Linked DNA regions of Zea mays: region 2 is linked to region 1. Evidence: chromatin contacts called from public Hi-C data. All regions are on one chromosome and are shown on one strand. Each heading gives the region's core, a stretch centred on a gene start, on an enhancer-like site or on the middle of the called end of the contact. The rest is flanking DNA. Distances are from core to core; before and after follow the strand shown. Region 1 holds the start of LOC103643835 (protein UPSTREAM OF FLC). Region 2 holds the start of LOC103643836.

Region 1 (3,308 bases), core at 462-2,961:
ATGCTCACCCGAAGGGGATTGGTCCACGAGCTCGGAGCCCTTGAGCACGTACTCGCCGTCGGTTGCCGGGAGGACGAGGTCGTCCTCCGAAAGGTCGTGCCACACGAACCCGTTCTTGTAGCTCCTGAAACCATCGACTGATCGATCAACGCCGGGGAAAAAAACAGGTCAGGAAAATGTCACGGACAAGGAGCAGTGTCGCATTACCTCTTGCAGGACCACGAGTACATCGCGGCCATGCCCTTGCCGCGCACCATGTTCAGGTGATTAATCACATCTGAAGCCCGCCCGCCCGCCGCCACCCCGGGAAAAAGAGCAGAAAATAAGCCATCGTCGGTAGACGAGCACCCGCGGAGAAAACTGGAATTTGGATACGAGGACGCGCATCCGCTAGCTTACCTCTGAGATAGAGCCCCTCCGGCGAGGCCAGCGGCACCTCGACGAAGTGCGGGTGCTCGAGGTGGCGGCTCCGGGTGAGGTAGTACACCACCGGCACCTTCCGCGCCGCCGGCCTCCGGCGCTCGGGGCTCCGCGGCCGCCGCCCCCGGCTCTCCATCCTCGCCCAACCTGAGTTTCACACGCTCCTCCCCCTCCTAGGAAGAAACTGAAGTCGCGTCAGCAGCAGGAGAGAATCCGGAAAACCCGCGGCTGGCTGGCTGGCTTGTGGCTGCCCCTGCTGCCCTTCAGTTACATCACATCAGACGACGGCGGCACAAAATGCAAGCCTGGCAACTTCCCAATTTCCCATCGAGTAATTAAATAATATAAACAAGACAAGGACAGGGGACGAGTCTGCAGCGGAGTGAGGGAGGGGTACCTCGAGCTCCAAGTCGAGATTAGCGGGCGGGCGCCTCCAGACCCTGCATTCGCCGGCGGCGCCGAGACTGGACCTCGCTGGTGCCGGCAACCAGATCAGAATCGGGACGAGAAGAGAGAGAGAGAGTCGGCTGGGCACGGGGCAAGGCGCGGCGCGCGGTCCTTTTCGAGGTCACTGGCGCGGGCACATGAGGGGGCGGGGCACCGGGGAACTGATCCCAAACTTTCCTCTCATATCTTTGGCGCTGCTGCAGCGGGGGAGCGGGCGATGTGACCACAGCAAGGGCCAAACGGGCGCGTACAAACAAAAACCCCTCGGTTGGAGCTTTCCCCCCGGCCGGTGACGGCGCGGGAGTGGAGTGGAGTGGAGGGGAGGGGGCGTGGGATGGGAGGCAGGCGCGGACACGCGGGTGCGTCCAAGCCTCAACAGGGTCGGTTTACAGCGAGGCGTGGCGTGGCCGCGTGGGGAGGAGCACGACGAGAGGGAAAGCAGCGGGACGAGACGAGCTCAACAAGGCAATGGCTGCATTGAATCGGGGCGGGGCGGGCCTGCAGAACGGGAGCCTTTTCGGGCGAGCAGAAGCAGGCAAGGGAATGACTTTTTCCCTCGTCCTCTCGACGGCGAGTCTGCGGCGGCCTGCGCCTGGTGCGCGTCAGGTTAATGGCGGGGAAGGGAAAAGGGGTAGAGAGCACGGGCCAGCAGGGGCGCAGCCAGGAGCTCGAGGTCAAACGGCAGTATGTATGGCGCAGGGGAATAAAGCAGCGGGTACTGGGACTGGGACTGCGGATGCGGGCGACGGGAAGAGAACAGGAGGGGAGCCGGTGGCATTGATTGCGCTTGCGCCCGTCGCGCCAATGCCTGCCTAGCCGCGGAGCGCGGAGGCCGGAGACGGCTCGGCGGTCATTGGCGGAAAGTGCAAGCACCGGGTGGGTTAATCATGGACCTCCCTCCCTCCCATTGCGGTGTGGAGACGTGGATTGGTTCGTTGGCGTCCGGTAGCGGCACGCACGGGACAGAGGAGACACACCCCTCTTGACGAGACTTGACCCTTCTACTACCAAACAGAGAAATAGCCATGACCCTATCCCTCCGGGTGCAACAACCAGCTGAAAGATTGTTTTATCCTGGAGTACCTATCAAACAGAAAAGAAAAAAAAAAGGCAAACACAGTCCACGGCTCCCCGCTCCAAGCAAACAAAAGAAATCAGAGCCTGTCCTCACCGCATCTCAGGCTGACCTTGTGGCGCGCCGAGCTGCCCTGCGCCTGCGTCTAGGCTTAGTGTGGTGCCGCCGATGCCGCCCGAGCCGGCCCGGAAGACCCCTCTGACGGTGAAAAGGGCTGGCGTGGTAAATCATTGTAGAGCGCCGTGTACGAAAAGCTTCCAGCTTTATGATACAACAGCTTTTATGCGTGCCGAATGTCCTACGGAGTCACTAGCCAAGCGTTTAGTTGTCCGCACAATGAGAGCCAAGACTTATATGCATTGACCATGATCTAAAGTAGCGTGTTTGATTCGATGCATCTAAGAGGCTGACCGTGCAAGAACTAATGTAGCATAGGCTTATTTGACTGTACCTGCACATACGCATGAAACGGTCGTATCTGGTGGACAAGGCTTGCACGAGCCTAGCTGTACGCGCACAACCATCCAACCACGTAATCCAATCACGCAGTATAGGGACGTTTCCGAGACCATGAATCAGTTTTACAAGGATAAGAGTACAAGAGATAGTTAAAGAACTGTACAATATAATTCTATTTCTTTAAGTTATGTACAAATAATTATTTGGAAATGGACACTTTTCAAAAAAAAAAAAAAAAAACTAGAAACTCCACGTTAAATGGGTTTGTACATACCTTAGGGCTGATTTGGTGATTAGGGATCCCAAGGGGAACCATGGGGGAGAAATTCCCTTGTAGTTCAATTTTGAATAGCAAGAGGATTTCTTCTTCTCGGGATCCCGGGTCACCAAATCAGTCCTTAAGGATATGTACAAACTAGAGATCTCGGTTAGTTTTCTAAGTATAGGCATGCTAATGGCAAAAAAATCCAATCCACTTCCATCCATACCTAAATATAATAACTTTGATATCCATCTCACATCCACTCTAAAATATAAGAATAAAATTAAACCCAATACCCAATAATATTATTGACCCCAAACCAACCTGTAATTGGGTGGAAACCTAGTGGGTTCAGCTTATTGTCTCACATCAAGCCAACTGCATACACATACACTGATACACAGTGACAAATTTATGGGTAGTTTCAATGACGTACAAAAAATATAGTCCACGACATAAAAACAGTGACAATAATATTATACACTAATACAAAAACAAGTTTGGTCGATGAACATATAGGTCTCCAGAAAATAACAAAAAACATCGGTTAAAGATCCTTAATGAACAATTATCTTTTTGGCAGGAAATATAAACTAGCAGCAATGAAAAGAGTCTCTAATCAAGCTCGAAGCTACCAACAGTGGA
Region 2 (3,558 bases), core at 912-3,411, 180 kb after region 1:
GGCGTCTCCCTCTCCCATACATACGTGTTATGTTTCTCTAGAACTCTGCAGACGGCCAATGAGTACAACTATGGAATCTTAACTTTCCAGTGTGTACCAATGCAACAGTCATACAATGCTACCATTAAATGGAACATGATTGATATGACTGGTGACCATGCAAGCGATGAAGATTTGTCAAGCTGAGGTCACCAGTGAATGTCTATCTTGCGGCCTATTTCACATTCCACGTTGTCTACACTCTACAGTGCCAGAAGAGTGTTTTGCACGTCCACTTATTCATATTGGTGAGCTCAGCCTCAGTACTCAAAAGCATCAGTTCTCAGTGCTAGCTTTTGCCTTTTCTTTGTTGATTAATAAACTGCCCCAGGAGTATGCCATAAAAGAGACTAAGAGAACAAGCAAGTTGCTGGCAAAGTTTAAACTCATCAAACAAAGAATTATTGAGAAGTATAGATGTCGGGGAGAATTTGGTACAAACTCCAGTTCAGCTTTTTTTTTCGCGATGGGGCACAGCACGTTTTTCATTAAGCGGACAGGAACCAATCAGCTTTTGAGAAGGGCGTCTTAACTCCTAGTAACTCTTACCCAAATGACTTATGAAGAAATGCTTACGTAGTGTGGAAGATGGATGAGCTTCCCCTGACTTCTTCTTGAAGGAAAGCTTCAAAGAAGGCATCTTCATTGAATGAGTAGGGCTCGAGGGAGTTCTCTTCTTCTCGTTCACCCCAACAGCAGAGGCAATGCATGGCAGACAATTATTCGGCAGAAGCCCGCAATTGTCCAGTATCCTACCTCCACCGTGCGTGGTATCCGCACCAGAAACACTCACCGCATCTTCATGGCTAATGGACGTCCTTACACCATTCTCCGAGCTCCCCTTCGACAGTTCGCTGGACTTTGGCTTTTTATGGTGCTGCTCGCCTGATTGCGCAGCTCCATTGAAGCTCCCACCGTTGCCATCTTTCATGCTCAATGCAGCTTCATTCTCGAAGCCATTCAATGAGAAAGCATCTGTAAGATAACAAATAAGTTCAATCAGTTAAATGGAAAGGCATGTTAAAATGGGGGCGAAAACTCAGCAGGTTCAGCTAATAATTGGAACAATGCTGTGCGGGGGACCTGGCTACAAGGCTACTACGACATCGCTCTTACCATCTTGCACGCTGTGGAAATCGTCTTCGGCATCCGACTCGCTCATCGCCAAGGAATCGTACCAGTCCTCCTCAATGCTCCCGGACACTGCAGCACGAGATACCCCGAAATCACGTCAGGTCATATTGGAGTATCGAGTACGAGTTGACGAAACGAACTGCGACGCGTACTGCCCCAGCCCCCAGATACTAGCTGCAACCCCACTCTACAGAATAGGATCGCAAAGCCTCCGGGGCTACGAATTAAAAAAGTGAGTAGCTATTGCTTGACGCACACGATCCCCAGATGCAGTAATTTAACTTTTAACCCCGAAGTCCGAAGAGCGCGCAATCTCGCGCCCATGGTCCCCCGAATATCAGAATCCAGACCCCGAAACCAGCAGCGCGGGCGCAAGGCGCACGGGGGAGAAGAGAAAGCAGCCCATCCGTTCACCCACCGACCCACCCACCTTGGAACGCGGGGTTGCTGTACGTCCGGTGATCGGCGGCGGCGGCGGCGGCGGACGGCGAGCCGGGCACCTCGGCCTCCTGAATGGTTTCCATCGACGCGGCGCGCGACGGCGCCGTCCTCCGCCCCTTCCCTACGCGGCGGCTGCGCCTCCGCCGCGTCCCACCCCCGCCGCCCGAGCGGCCGCTGGCATCGCCGGACCGCGGCGAGTGGGGCTTGCCCACGCACGCGCTGGGCCGCGACACGCACGCCCCCATCCTCCCACCTCCTCCTCGCCCGGGCGACGCGACACGAGATCGGCGCCCCGGGGGACCGGGGTGGGGGGCGGTGGCAGTGCGAGGCCGCGTCACACGGGCAGGGGTGCGGGGAGGCGATTGCGTGGGAGGATTTCGAAGAGGGACGAGACGAGACGAGCCGCGCGGCTGGGCGGGGCCGGGCGCGGCGCAACGCGAACTTTGTGGTGGAGGTGGTGGTGGGAGAGAATGAGGTGGAGGTCTGGAGGAGGTGGTGGCGTGGGCTAGCTGCGGTGCGGTGCGCCTCCGTTTCGTCCTACTTCTGGCTTTCGCAAGTTCGCCTTCACTTGCCGGTTTGGCCTTCCACACGAGTGGGGCGGTCCGGGGAGGAGCGCGGCGGTGGGACTGCGGCTTGCGGGGGCGGTAGGCGTCGTCGCGACGCGCATGGACGCGGTCCTTGGTAGGCGGCTGGTCGTTTCGTTCGTGGTGGCTTTCTAGTTGGGTGGACCCGGCGCTTTCCTCCCTTGTGGTTGGGGTTGGCACGGGCTGGGGAACCTGTGACGTGATGCCGTCGTAGTCGTAGAGATGGTATGTGTGCCACTGTTGACCGGTACAGGTGAGGTTACACTTGAGTTGGCACTAGTATTGTCAGTTGTCACGCTGCCAGCGAACTTACGAGCCTGTTTGGTTAAAATCGGGTTAGTTTTGTCAGCTATCTTATTGATATATGCTTCTGATATCTTATTATTGATGTACTTCTTTTATGAAAAAAAATCTTATTTCTACGTGTGTGCGTCCTAGTAAATCTTATTGTTTTTCCTATAACACATCTACAACTAAAAAATGGTTTATATAATATATGTATCAGTATCTCTATCCATCAATTAGAGATTCTTTTGACAAAACAAATAGAGACTTCAAATAGAAGAAAAATGCGAAGGCGGTCCTAATCTCCTGGGTGTTTGACATGATTCCGCTTCACTCTATAGCATCTATATTTCAACTTTAGGTGGAGGAGCTCTACTGTAGATTCTATATTTCTTTCTCATAACCAGTAGTGGGTAAATAACTTCAAACTCCGTGCCTAAGTCGTATTTTTAAGGATTTCAGAGCAACAAAAGAGATATTACAAAAAATTATGTTATAGCTCTCAAAACTCCATAGAGTTTGCAACTCTAAAATTAGGGTGTTTCGTTGGCTTTAGCCAGCTCTCCTTTAAAGTTTTTCTCCTGAGGGAAGAACGACTCGTCCTTAAGTCCTCGTCTCGCCTAGCCCTCGGTCCCCTTGGCACACCGGACACTGACTCAGCAACGAACTCGTTGCTCTCGGGAAATCACCGAGTGCGCCGTGGCTAAAATTCACTGGACTGTCCGGTGTGCACCGGGCTGTCCGGTGAGCCAACAACGCCCTCGCCAACGGTCGGCAGCGCGATCAGCGGGCGACGCGTGGCCCACGCCAACGGTCACTAGCCCGCACCCACCGGACATGTGTGAAAGGGAAATAGGATTAACCTTTTTCTATAACTAATTTTGGTGGTTGAATACCCAACACAAATAATGGACTAACTAGTTTGCTCTATAATATATGTTCTACAGGTGCATAAAGGTTCAACTCAAACCAATAAAAGATTAAATATAGGGTTCAAATTCAAAGGAGCAAGAAACATGAGTGTGCCCTAGTCTGGCGCACCTGACTGTTCAGTGTGCCACCGGATAGTGTCCGG

Evidence for each region. Hi-C and Micro-C count contacts between places; a contact is called where the count stands out from the background.
Region 2: a Hi-C map of tassel shows a contact between it and region 1, with 3 times the contacts expected there. The contact joins the promoter of LOC103643836 here to the promoter of LOC103643835 in region 1. A contact is called at or near these places in 10 of 25 Hi-C or Micro-C datasets (ear, endosperm, leaf and 5 more).

What each region holds. Positions count from the first base shown.
Region 1 is chr1:269,203,200-269,206,507 of Zm-B73-REFERENCE-NAM-5.0, forward strand. LOC103643835 (protein UPSTREAM OF FLC) reads right to left here and starts at 1,712. Exons shown (of 7, transcript XR_561334.2): 1 at 818-1,712; 2 at 400-732; 3 at 208-277; 4 at 9-124.
Region 2 is chr1:269,384,060-269,387,617 of Zm-B73-REFERENCE-NAM-5.0, forward strand. It overlaps LOC103643836, which reads right to left and starts at 2,162. Exons shown (of 9, transcript NM_001347070.1): 1 at 1,604-2,162; 2 at 1,156-1,242; 3 at 616-1,014. The coding sequence starts at 1,859.